Linked DNA regions of Muntiacus reevesi: region 1 is linked to region 2. A link is a contact called in public Hi-C data. All regions are on one chromosome and are shown on one strand. Each heading gives the region's core, a stretch centred on a gene start, on an enhancer-like site or on the middle of the called end of the contact. The rest is flanking DNA. Distances are from core to core; before and after follow the strand shown.

The links. Hi-C and Micro-C count contacts between places; a contact is called where the count stands out from the background.
Region 1: a contact with region 2 is called in a Hi-C map of muscle, with 4 times the contacts expected there. The contact joins the promoter of INCENP here to the promoter of FEN1 in region 2. A contact is called at or near these places in 2 of 3 Hi-C or Micro-C datasets (blood and muscle).

The regions. Positions count from the first base shown.
Region 1 is chr5:38,584,179-38,589,611 of mMunRee1.1, forward strand. It overlaps INCENP (inner centromere protein), which reads left to right and starts at 1,673. Exons shown (of 18, transcript XM_065937488.1): 1 at 1,673-1,805; 2 at 5,135-5,285. The coding sequence starts at 5,146.
Region 2 is chr5:38,189,767-38,195,022 of mMunRee1.1, forward strand. FEN1 (flap structure-specific endonuclease 1) reads left to right here and starts at 3,312. Exons shown (of 2, transcript XM_065937470.1): 1 at 3,312-3,750. The coding sequence starts at 3,422. TMEM258 (transmembrane protein 258) reads right to left here and starts at 3,408. Exons shown (of 4, transcript XM_065937476.1): 1 at 3,295-3,408; 2 at 1,410-1,519; 3 at 256-392. The coding sequence starts at 3,297. The coding sequence ends at 266.

The DNA.
Region 1 (5,433 bases), core at 423-2,922, 390 kb after region 2:
GGAAACAGTGGCTGACTTCATTTTTTTGGTCTCCAAAATTACTGCAGATGGTGACTGCAGCCATGAAATTAAAAGATGCTTGCTCCTTGAAAGGAAAGTTATGACCAACCTAGACAGTATATTAAAAAGCAGAGACATTACTTTGTCAACAAAGGTCTGTCTAGTCAAGGCTATAGTTTTTCCAGTGGTCATGTATGGATGTGAGAGTTGGACTATATAGAAAGCTGAGCTCTGAAGAATTGATGCTTTTGAACTGTAGTGTTGGAGGAGACTCTTGAGAGTCCCTTGGACTGCAAGGAGATCCAACCAGTCCATCCTAAAGGAGATCAGCCCTGGGTGTTCATTGGAAGGACTGATGTTGAAGCTGAAACTCCAATACTTTGACCACCTGATGTGAAAGGCTGACTCATTTGAAAAGACCCTGATGCTGGGAGGGATTGGGGGTAGGAGGAGAAGGGGACAACAGAGGATGAGATGGCTGGATGGTATCACCGACTTAATGGACATGAGTTTGGGTAAACTCTGGGAGTTGGTGATGGACAGGGAGGCCTGGCGTGCTGCAGTCCATGGATCGCAAAGAGTCGGACACAACTGAGCGACTGAACTGAACTGAACTGAGTGGCTCAATCAGTAAGAAATCTGCCTGCAATGCTGGTGGACCAGGGTTCAATCACTGGGTTGGGACTGTCCCCTGGAGAAGGAAATGGCAACCCACTCCAGTATTCCTGCCTGGAGAATCCCATGGACAGAGGAGCCTGGTGAGCTACAGTCCACAGGGTCGGCTATAGCCCATAGAGTCTCAGGAGAGTCCAACACGCCTTGGTAACTTAACTATCACCAGAAAGGTATGTGTAGAATTGTTAGCTTCTTCTCTTGATATCTGCTTTTAGCAGGTCATCGCATTGCAGATTAATGAATTCCAGTTGGAGATTAAGTGGAAAGTCCTGAATAACAGAGTTAAGTTGATTATGAAATAATGGAAATTTCCTCTGCATTTGCATCAAAGTCTGAAAAAGTATGCTGGAACTGCAGTTTGAGGTTGAAAATTTGTGTGGAAATGGAAATCTGGATTCTTACTTTAACCTTTGACAGCATGGAAAGCATATAAGCAAAGTGGCTTTACTTGTGGCTCAGACAATGTTAATTGTTATGGAAATAATTTCGCTGTATTATAAATTTTGCTGTTTTGCTTTGTAATTTTAAGTTGAAATCATTAAGAAACATCATCGTCTATATTATTTCTGTAAAGTGGCAGAGGTCGTCCCGTATTGAGGACAGAGTTGGGTGAAGAAATAGCAAAGTGTAGACTCCCGAAAAGAGGACGATCCACAACTAAGGCCTCACCTATCTCCCAGGTCCCTCAGGGCACTCGCAATGCACGCTGGGACTTGTAGTTCTGGCGTGTGAGGCCTTGCGCGCGCAACCCCCACCTCCGGTGATCGCCTCTCTAGGCCGCGCGCCGCTGTTCCCGGAAGCTGTACAGGTTAAAGTTTCAACGCTTCCTCGCCCCTCCTCTTAGTCCCGCAGACTGCCAATCCGCAGAGCCAATCGATGGCCTGACTGGTGCTCCCTTTTACTTGATTGGCTTAGAGTTTTGCAGCCGCCCAGACAAACTTGACGGGGATTGGTCGAGTCTTCAGTTTTGAAAATCGTAGGTTTGGCCCGCGCTGTACCGCCCCGTTGCTTCACTGCAGCCGTAAGCCTCGGAGGCCGGGAGCCGTGGGGCCTGGGCAGGCTGGGATTTGTGTTGGGAAGGTCGCCGGACTTGGATCGGAGCAGCACTTAAGGAGACGCGGTGCAGTCGAGTGAGTGTGCGCGGGCGGCCGGCTGGGGGGTCGTTAGCAGTTTGTTATTCCTCCGCCAGCCCGATACCGGGGAGCATGACCTCCTCTATCGCCCGTTGCGGCTTGCAGGGGATGGGTCACCTCTTTCAAGTGACGAGGTGCCCTGCCTTGGTCCTGGGGCCCAAGATGACCCCACCCCGCCGCGTCCAAGAGAATAACCCCGTCCCCTCCCCATCCAGGTGCCTTTTGTTGACCTGGACGCGCAGGAAGCACCCACCGACCCGGTTGTGTGGCGGCATTATACCAGATGGCATTTCACCAGATGGCATTTCTGTACAGTTAACCCTCGCTCACCACATCCCTTATCGACTGAGCAACGTTTTAAATTGACCCATTTCCGGAGGCCACTGCTGCCTTGTCACTCCCCAGGCCCGTTTACTGACAGTGGCCTTCTCTGGGGCGCCCAGTCAGAACTTGCCGCCTACCTTTCCGAAGTTGAAATGGAGTAGGCGGCAAAGCTTGAGGTTAAGAGCACAGTTTAAATCAGGGCCCCGCCCCTGACTTGCCGGAAGACCTGGACTTAACTTCAGTCTCCCTCAATTTGCTCATCTGCGCTAGGATCTCCTTGAGGTTGTGGCGAGAATGAGATGAGATGATGCTCCACCCGAGCATGGAGCAGGTCTCTTTAAAGAAAGCAGCTATTACGACCCTCCTTCACTGAGGTGTGGTCAGGGTTAGCTGGTGGACTTCCCGCACCCTCAAAAGAACAGGCATTGTGAAGGAGGGCCGTGGGGCTCTAGTCTGGTGTATGACGTGAGAAAAGTATTGGGAGAGGAAGATGAGTCTCCTTCACCCTTGGTGGGAGGTAAGGTACTTTGGGTTTGTATCCAGGTTCTTACAGGGGGCTAAAGAGATTTTTGCTGCTTTTCCATGGGACCCTTATTCTTAACACTCCTTTCTGAGGGTCCTCTCTGATCTAATGACAGTGACCGTTTTAAAATAGGCTAAGGCAAAGAAATAAATAAATTTAAAAAAATAAAATAGGCTGAGGCTGCTGAAAAAAAAATAAATAAAATCGGCTGAGGCTGCTGAAAACAAACTTTTTATGGAAGAAGCTCAAACGCCTTTTTGCACTTTGTATAAGAAGCCCACACCTACTTTGCCATTTTGAACAAATACTTTTTTAAATAAAAGAGCAAGTTGTTGCTTTCCATAGCACAAAGTGTTTTGTGTTCCTTAAACAGGTCTCTCTTTCCTAGCCTCAAACTGGATTCCTGTCGTTAACCAGGGCTGAGTGCTGGGACACAGGGACTGGGGGGAGTCAGAGGGCAGCCAGAAGGCTGTGCTGTGACTGGAATCCACACCTGTCTCTGCCCAAAGCTTCTGCGATCCTGCCCAGCTGGTCCTACCCTGATGGGTGCTGCTCTTGGCTCCTCGGAGTAGGGCTTTGGATGAGGAAGGTGTGCTCTAACCTGTGTAGAATGCCCTCATTTGGTGTCTGTGTGTGTGTGTGTGTGTGTGTCTTGGGGCAGGGAGTTAGAGAATGTTTATTTCTAGGTGTACAGTTGGTAGATGGATCTATTCATTCAACAAGTATTCCTTTTGTGCCAGGCACTCTGCCAAGCTCTGGGCTTCAAAGCTACAAGCAAGACAGACCAGGGCTTGCCCTCAGGGAACAAATGCTTAGTGGGCAGAGACAGGCAGTCAGCAAGCAGATACATCGTCACCTGAGTGTTGTGCAGAGTATTGAAATTGATGGATAGGATGGTGGCTGGTGGTCAGGTCCTCCCTGCGTTGCTGAGAGTCAGGTGCTGAGGAGTGAGCTGTACCAAATAGGAGACAGAAGGTTCCAGGCAGAGGGCAGAGCTTACTCGAGGAACAGAGGCTAGTGTGCCTTGGAAATCAGGCCCCAGGAAGTCAGTCGAATGAGGCTGCAACAGCACCTGGCGTTAAGCCATTTATAGAGGTCAGTGACTTAGCCCCTCCTTGCAGAACCTCCTGTCTTAGGTAGAGGCTGAGCTGTGTGTGGTTCTTGGTTTTGAAGGTGTCGATCAGAGTGGTGGGTCACTGCCATGGCATGAGACATGCAATCTGTTATTATGGTTTGTGACTGTCACCCGTTAATTCGTTCTTTCATTGCCCTAGTCGGGATATTTATTGAGCCCCTGCTGTGAACCAGAATAGAACACTTCTTCCTTGCCTGGGGCTTTGGTGATAATTTTATAACTGAATTTGAGGAGAATATCCGAGTTTCTAGTTGTTTGGTTTTGTTTGTTTGAGTTGCTAGTTTTTTAAGAAATTAAGACATAGTAAGCAAGCTTATGGTTACCAAAGGGGAAAGGAGGGAAGAGATAAATTAGGAGCTTGGGATTAAAATATACACACTATGATATACAAAATAGATAACCAACAAGAACCTACTGTATAGCCCAGGGAACTCTTCTCAGTATCTTTTAATAACCTGTAATGAAAAAGAATAGATATATATGTATCTGTAAACTGAATCATTTTGCCATGCATCTGAAACTAACACAACACTGCAAATCACCTATGCTTCAATAAAAATTATTTTTAAAAAATTAAGGGAAAACTAATTTTGTATTTTATACCACCTGATAAACTACCTGATATTTCTAGACTGTTTTCTAAAAAATAAAACATTGCTTATCTGCTCCCCTCATGCTCCCTCATCCATCCGAAGGCGTTTCAGCTCAAGGGAGAGAGTTGTAGAGGCCCCTTAGAGAAGAACCTGTCTCTGGACCACCACTTTCTTACCCACTCCTTTGGAATGCAGATTTCCTGTCAGTTACTAGCATCCGTAAGAGGCAGTTGGATTCGATGTTCGTTGGCCGGACACCTGGGGTTAGCTTGTGTGTACCTCAAGTGTTAGTCACTCAGTCGTGTCCGACTCTTTGCAATCCCATGGAACATAGCCTGCCAGGCTCCTTTGTCCATGGGATTCTCCAAGCAAGAATACTGGAGTGGGTTTCCATTCGCTTCTCCAGGGGATCTTCCCTACGCAGGGATCGAATGCAGGTCTCCTGCATTGCAGGCAGATTCTTTACTGTCTGGGCCACCAGGGAAGCCCCTAGGTGTACCTTAAGGTGGCCCTCAATCACCTTCAGGCAGTAAGAGGAGTGGGTAAGAGCAGGCCTGTGTTTGGGTAGGTCAAAGGGGTCCTACCTGATTGGTCTGCAGTTTCTCTTGAATCCAGGAAGCCCATTTATAAGGAGGTCCATTGATTCCAGAATTGGGCGGACAGTGCCTTATGGGGGTGGGAAGGGGGTGGTGTTTGAAGAGTGTGAAGATTCCAGCCTGAGCCCCATGCCTCTTGTCTCTGCTTTCTCCAGGCAGAGCCGCCATGGGGACCACAGCCCAAGGGCCCATTCACTTGCTGGAGCTATGTGACCAGAAGCTCCTGGAGTTTGTCTGCAACGTGGACAATAAGGACATGGTGTGGCTGGAGGAAATTGAGGAGGAGGCCCAGCGCATGTTCACCAGGTGTGGGGCTGGGGGGGCGGGGGCGGCGGCAGGAGCGGGGACGGTGCTGGCAGGATGCACCAGGGGCTGCCTGACTGCTGCGGCCTTAGGGCACTTCCCCACCTGCCAGGCAAGACAGGCTGCCAGGGGTCCCTCCTGAGTGCCCGGC
Region 2 (5,256 bases), core at 2,062-4,561:
AAGCCTGCGCCCACAGCTCAGGGCAGTACATTCCAGCGCCAGACCCAGGTCAGACAGTGTGGAGACCTCAGATCTGACACAGGTCCTGCTCGACTTAGATTCCCACCAGGGGACAGGGAAAGATGCCCATGTGTCCGGCGTCCCTGTCCTTTCTGCCCAGTCTGTCTCCATCAGCCAAGGGGGCACGCGGGCCTGAGGACCCTGATGTGGGTGTGGGGAGGTTTCTCCAGCATCCCACCCTGTCACCGCTCTCACCCTTGGGAGCTCATATGTAGATGCCGACCCAGAGCAGCAGGAAGAGGACTCCAAAGCCCATGAAGAGAGAAGCCACCAGGGAGATGAGGAGCTCTTTGTAGATGTCCCGGGTGTACTTGGTGGACGTGACCTCATAACTGGCCGGGCAATTAAGGAGAAGCAAAGGTGTGGACCATGCAGGGCAGGGAACCTGGCCAGGGCATCTCTGGGAGAAAGGTTTGCACTGAGGGCTTTCCAGGAGGCTGGTCTGGCTCCGTGCAGCTGGGCAGAGGGGTCCAAGAGATGACCTAGACCCTGGCGCTCCTACTGTTGGGGCCAGTGTGAAGAAAGCAAGAAAGACTCCATCTTGAAGCCTGTCATCCATCCTAAAGACGGATGTGAACCCTGCCCAAGAGTGAGGAAACCACTGCTAAGTGAAAACCAGGTCTGGAGACTTCCCTCTCTACGGATGGCAAATGGAGACTGAGGTTGGGCAGCCCCTGTTAGATTAACCATGGAGACATTCCCCCTTGATGTATAATCATTGTTCGCCGCCCCCCACCCCCACCCCTGCAACCTTAATTGTTTGTTCTCCTAGCACTTACTTGTTGTGAAACTCAAATCATACACAACAAAGGGACTGCTAATATGTAACCAGTCAAGTAGTGGGGAGTATAAAGCTGGGCCTCTCAGAAACATCAGGGGCCTTGTTGGGAACTGATTCCCCTTGGACCCGCTGGCGTAATAAACTGTACTCCGCTGTCTTGAGTGTCCTCTGAGGTGTGCTTTGTGACTCCGGATTCCACAACACCCTTCAACCATCCAAGGTCACATAGCTAATGAGCAGCAAAGCTGGGACTAGCCCTCTGATCTCCTGACACCTGAGTATATCACTCCTTATAACACTTCTCAACTTCAGGTCCCGTGCCCAGCCTCCAGTCCAGCCAGGCCCTCTGCTTACCATGAAGCCTGAAGAGCAACTGAGCTCACCTGAACTTGGAAAATAAGGCCACAACCTGACTTTGGATGGCAATGGCCCTTACCCCTTAACCTCCTGACTGTCCTGCTTCCCCACGCCAGAACAAAACTGGCTGGGTGCCTGTACCCAGTGTAGTTCCTCCCTCCAGTTCCCACATCACTAACTCTGGCCCACTGGCTGCTCATTCGAAGGATACACGAAGAACCAGGCGGTGAAGAACATGCCAATGGCCAGCAGCACCACGGTCAGGTGGGGAAAGACAGCCGGGTTCACGGGGCTGGTGTATCTGCTCATGGCCTCAAGTTCCTAGGGGAAGGCATGATATCAGAGCCACTGAAGGATCCCAAGACTTCAACCTCGGAGGACTATGGGGTTATCAGAGCCTTGTGCTGCTGTGACTGCAAGAAGCTTAATTCAGCCTGAGAGACAGGGACATCCTTCCCGGTTCCTTTGACAGAACCACTGTCAAATGATACCTTCTGGGAATGACAACGATTATGATGGCATCTTAAACTAAGGTGGCGCTTTGTCTTTTCAGTAGGAGATGAGAAGGGCAGCTAAGAGTCAGAGGCTGAGACACACAACGGGACTGATTAGCTACAGATCAATAGTCCTTAACATGTTTTTTTTGGCTGCACTATGCAGCTTGTGGGATTTTAGTTCCCTGACCAGGGAATCGAACCTGCATTTCCTGCATTGAAAGTGTAGAGTCTTAACCACTCAACTGCCAGGGAAGTCTGGTCCTTAACATTTTCTGAGGCCACTGATCATCATGGGGAAAAAAAAAACAAACAAAAAAAACATGATGAAAGGTCTGGACTCTTTGCCTGGGACAAATCACACACAAGAAGAAGTTTGTGGGAGGGGTGAGTCCCTTCACTGTTCACCTGAAACTATCATAACATTTTTCTTTAATTGGTTACACCCCAAGACAAAATAAAGTGCTTTTTTTTAAAAGAAAAAGTCTGCTTATGATTTTAGGAGCTTTATGGAACCATGTCTGTAGACACCAAGCTCAGAATCCTGACTGAAAGGCAGACTCTGAACTGGTCCAGAGTCTGCCTCAACTTCTAATTCTCTATTCTTCCCACTACACAATTAAGGAATCTCGGGATCTGCAAACAAAAGACATAAGTCAAAATTCTGACTCTACTAAATACCAGGAATCTCAGTAAGTGATTATAATATCTCTCTCACAAGGTTGATGTATGATTTAAGACAAACGTCACAGCATCTAACTCACTGCCTGGCATAGAGTTGTTGCTCAATAGGTGTTTGTTTCCTTCCCAAGGTTATAGGGAAGATCATGAGCTAATGCTTGTGAAAGAGGGCTGTAAAAGTAAAGTTCCGTACAAATGTTAATTTCCATTGTCACCCACCAGCCAATGTTTAAATCCAGAACATAACAACTCTAGACAAGTAAACTGAGCCCATTGTTCTAAGAGACACTGGAATTCAAATCAGTAAACATTTATGCCCCCCCATAAACGATAAAGACAATAGCTGCCATTGACTGAGCCTCCAATTGCAGGCCCTGTGTTTGGCACTGGGAATACAAAGATGAATAGACATCATCCCAGGGTTAGAGGCACGTCAGATGGTGGTCACTAGGAGGCGTGGCAGATAACAAAGAAGTCATGACACGTGGCAAGAGGGCTGTACACAGGTTGTGGGGGCTCCCAGGACAGAGCGGACAAGTGCCCGAGACAGCTGGAAGTGCTTCACCAAGAAGGTGACTTTTGCCCAGGTCTGGGTAGTATGAGTACGAGTTCCGCAGCAGGGAAAAACTTGTCAGATAGAGGTAACAGTTTGACCACAGGTAACAGAGCTAAATGCTGGAAGGTATTAAAAAATGCACTCACGCTCCTCATCCTTATAAATTGCGAGATCAGAAGCCCACTGAGATCAAAACCTTACCTAAGAAGTCAGCCCCTTCCCCGCCCCTCAGTCCAAATCGAAGGATCCAGGGTCCTCCCGCCCTCTAGATCTCGGGCACCTGACGCCTCTGTGAGAGAAACAGGCACAGGACGGAACTCGGGGTTCCCCAGAGCCCCGTCCGGAACTCCCCTCAACCCTCTCACCATTTTGCCGGGCACAGGGTAATCCGCCACTCCGCCACCGGAAGAACACGTCGGCAGGAGCAGGCGCGCTGTTCAACCGGAAGAGGAAATGCAGCCACGCGGGTGACTCTGTGGGACTTGTAGTCCCATGGTTTCGGGTGTGGCGGGATCTGGGGCCTTCGGGAGCCCGGGGTGGAGTAGCGGCAAGCAGTGGAGAAGGGTAGTGTCAGGTCGCAGAGCAGGTCCGTCCGCCCTGGCGGGACTGATTGCTGTGAGAGAAGCTGGCCGAGGGGCCTGGGGCCTGTACTACACTTCCCAGGAGGCTGTGCGCCGCGGCAGTCACGTGACGCGAGCGCGGGCTTTGGAAGGCGGTGAAGAGAGAGGGTACCAGAGACTGGTGCTGAGGAGGCTTCGGGGCAGAGCCGGGAGTCGGGCTGAGTTCTGTTCTGGGTCACCCGGGAGCACCCCAGAGGCCAGGTGAGACCCTCGGGAAGCGTCTCTGAGAGCGTCGGGCCCGTTTTGCGCCGGGTGTTGGGGGAGGCGGGCGGCTGCCGCGCGCGGGGAGAAGCGAGCGCGGGATTCAGACGGGCCCGCCACTTTCCCGCTATGAGTCCGGGGCCAGCCCCTTAACCTCTGAGCCTCTTTAATCATTTGTAGAAAGAGGATGATAACTCCCACCTCATAAGGTCGTTGTGTATTGTGACCGAGCTCCTGGAGGAGACACTTTGTTGACCTGCACTTGTTCATATCACTGCCTTTGTGGGACGCAGTGGGAGGATGTCTGCCCTCGTTCTAGCAAAGCCGGTAACTTGAGGCACGAACCAAAGGATCGAGTGGGTTCTGCCGGGGGAACGTTTGCGAGCACCTAGTGTTTGTCAGTTTTCGTCTGATATCTCACTTAACCCTGGCAGTAATTCTGCAAGGCAGGCATGGTTATCATCTTACTTGGTAGATGAGAAAACCAATCCTAAATGGCTTAGTAATGTCACACGCTAAGTGACTTAGTGATCACTATTATCCAGGTAGTAAATAATGGTGCCTAGATTCAAGGCCACTGCCATTCACAGAGGAACTAAAACGAGATAGAAAAGGGCTGCAGAACGGTGGGAGGAGCGTACAGCCGAACAGAAGTGAGACAGGGCAGTTTCATCCCAGTTTTTGTCTTGGATTCCCAGGCTGTCCAGCGTGTTGGACACACCACCAATGGATACATGATGACCCCCAAAATCCCTTTTTGAAAAAAATTTTTTGGCGGCTGTGGTACATGTGGGATTTTAATTCCCCAAGCAGGGATCAAGCCTATGTCCTCTGCATTGGGAGCACAAAGTCTTAACCATTGGACCTCCAGAGAAGTTCCCCCGAATCTTTTTGAATACTTATGCATTTAGCATGTAGTAAAATATAACTGATAAAGCACAGATATTATTGCTTAAGATGAATTCTCTTTTCCAATTTAGTTTTTAGAAAATGGTATCCATATAAAGAAAATTTTAAGTGTAGGTTTTCATGGGAAGTTGCACAGAATTGTGAGGGTAGTTTAGGCCTGACTGAAGTTTGGAAAATACTGTCCTAAGGAGTCTAAACCACAGAACTGTGGTACTGGGCTCAGTGACTATAGCATCACTGGATCAGAACTCAGGGTAGAGAAGAGGCTGTGGAGTTCACATTTCAGACTTACTGGTGGAGAGAAAATACAAAGGGAAAGACTTAAAACAACATCATGACAGAAGTAGAAACTCTTTGACATGCTGAGGGGATGCTGAAAAGAGATTAGAGAAGTGTGAAAACCGCATTACTCTCACACAGATGTTATTCCTGCCAGTTCTTCAAAACTGCTATGTCGCCCAGAGAAGCAGAACAAACAGGATCTAGAATATGGATATATGGGAAGGCTGACTTTAAGGAATTGGTTCAGATGATTGTAGGTGTTGGAAAGTTGAAAATTGTAGGTCAGGTCGGCAGGCTGGAGACTCTGGTAGGAGT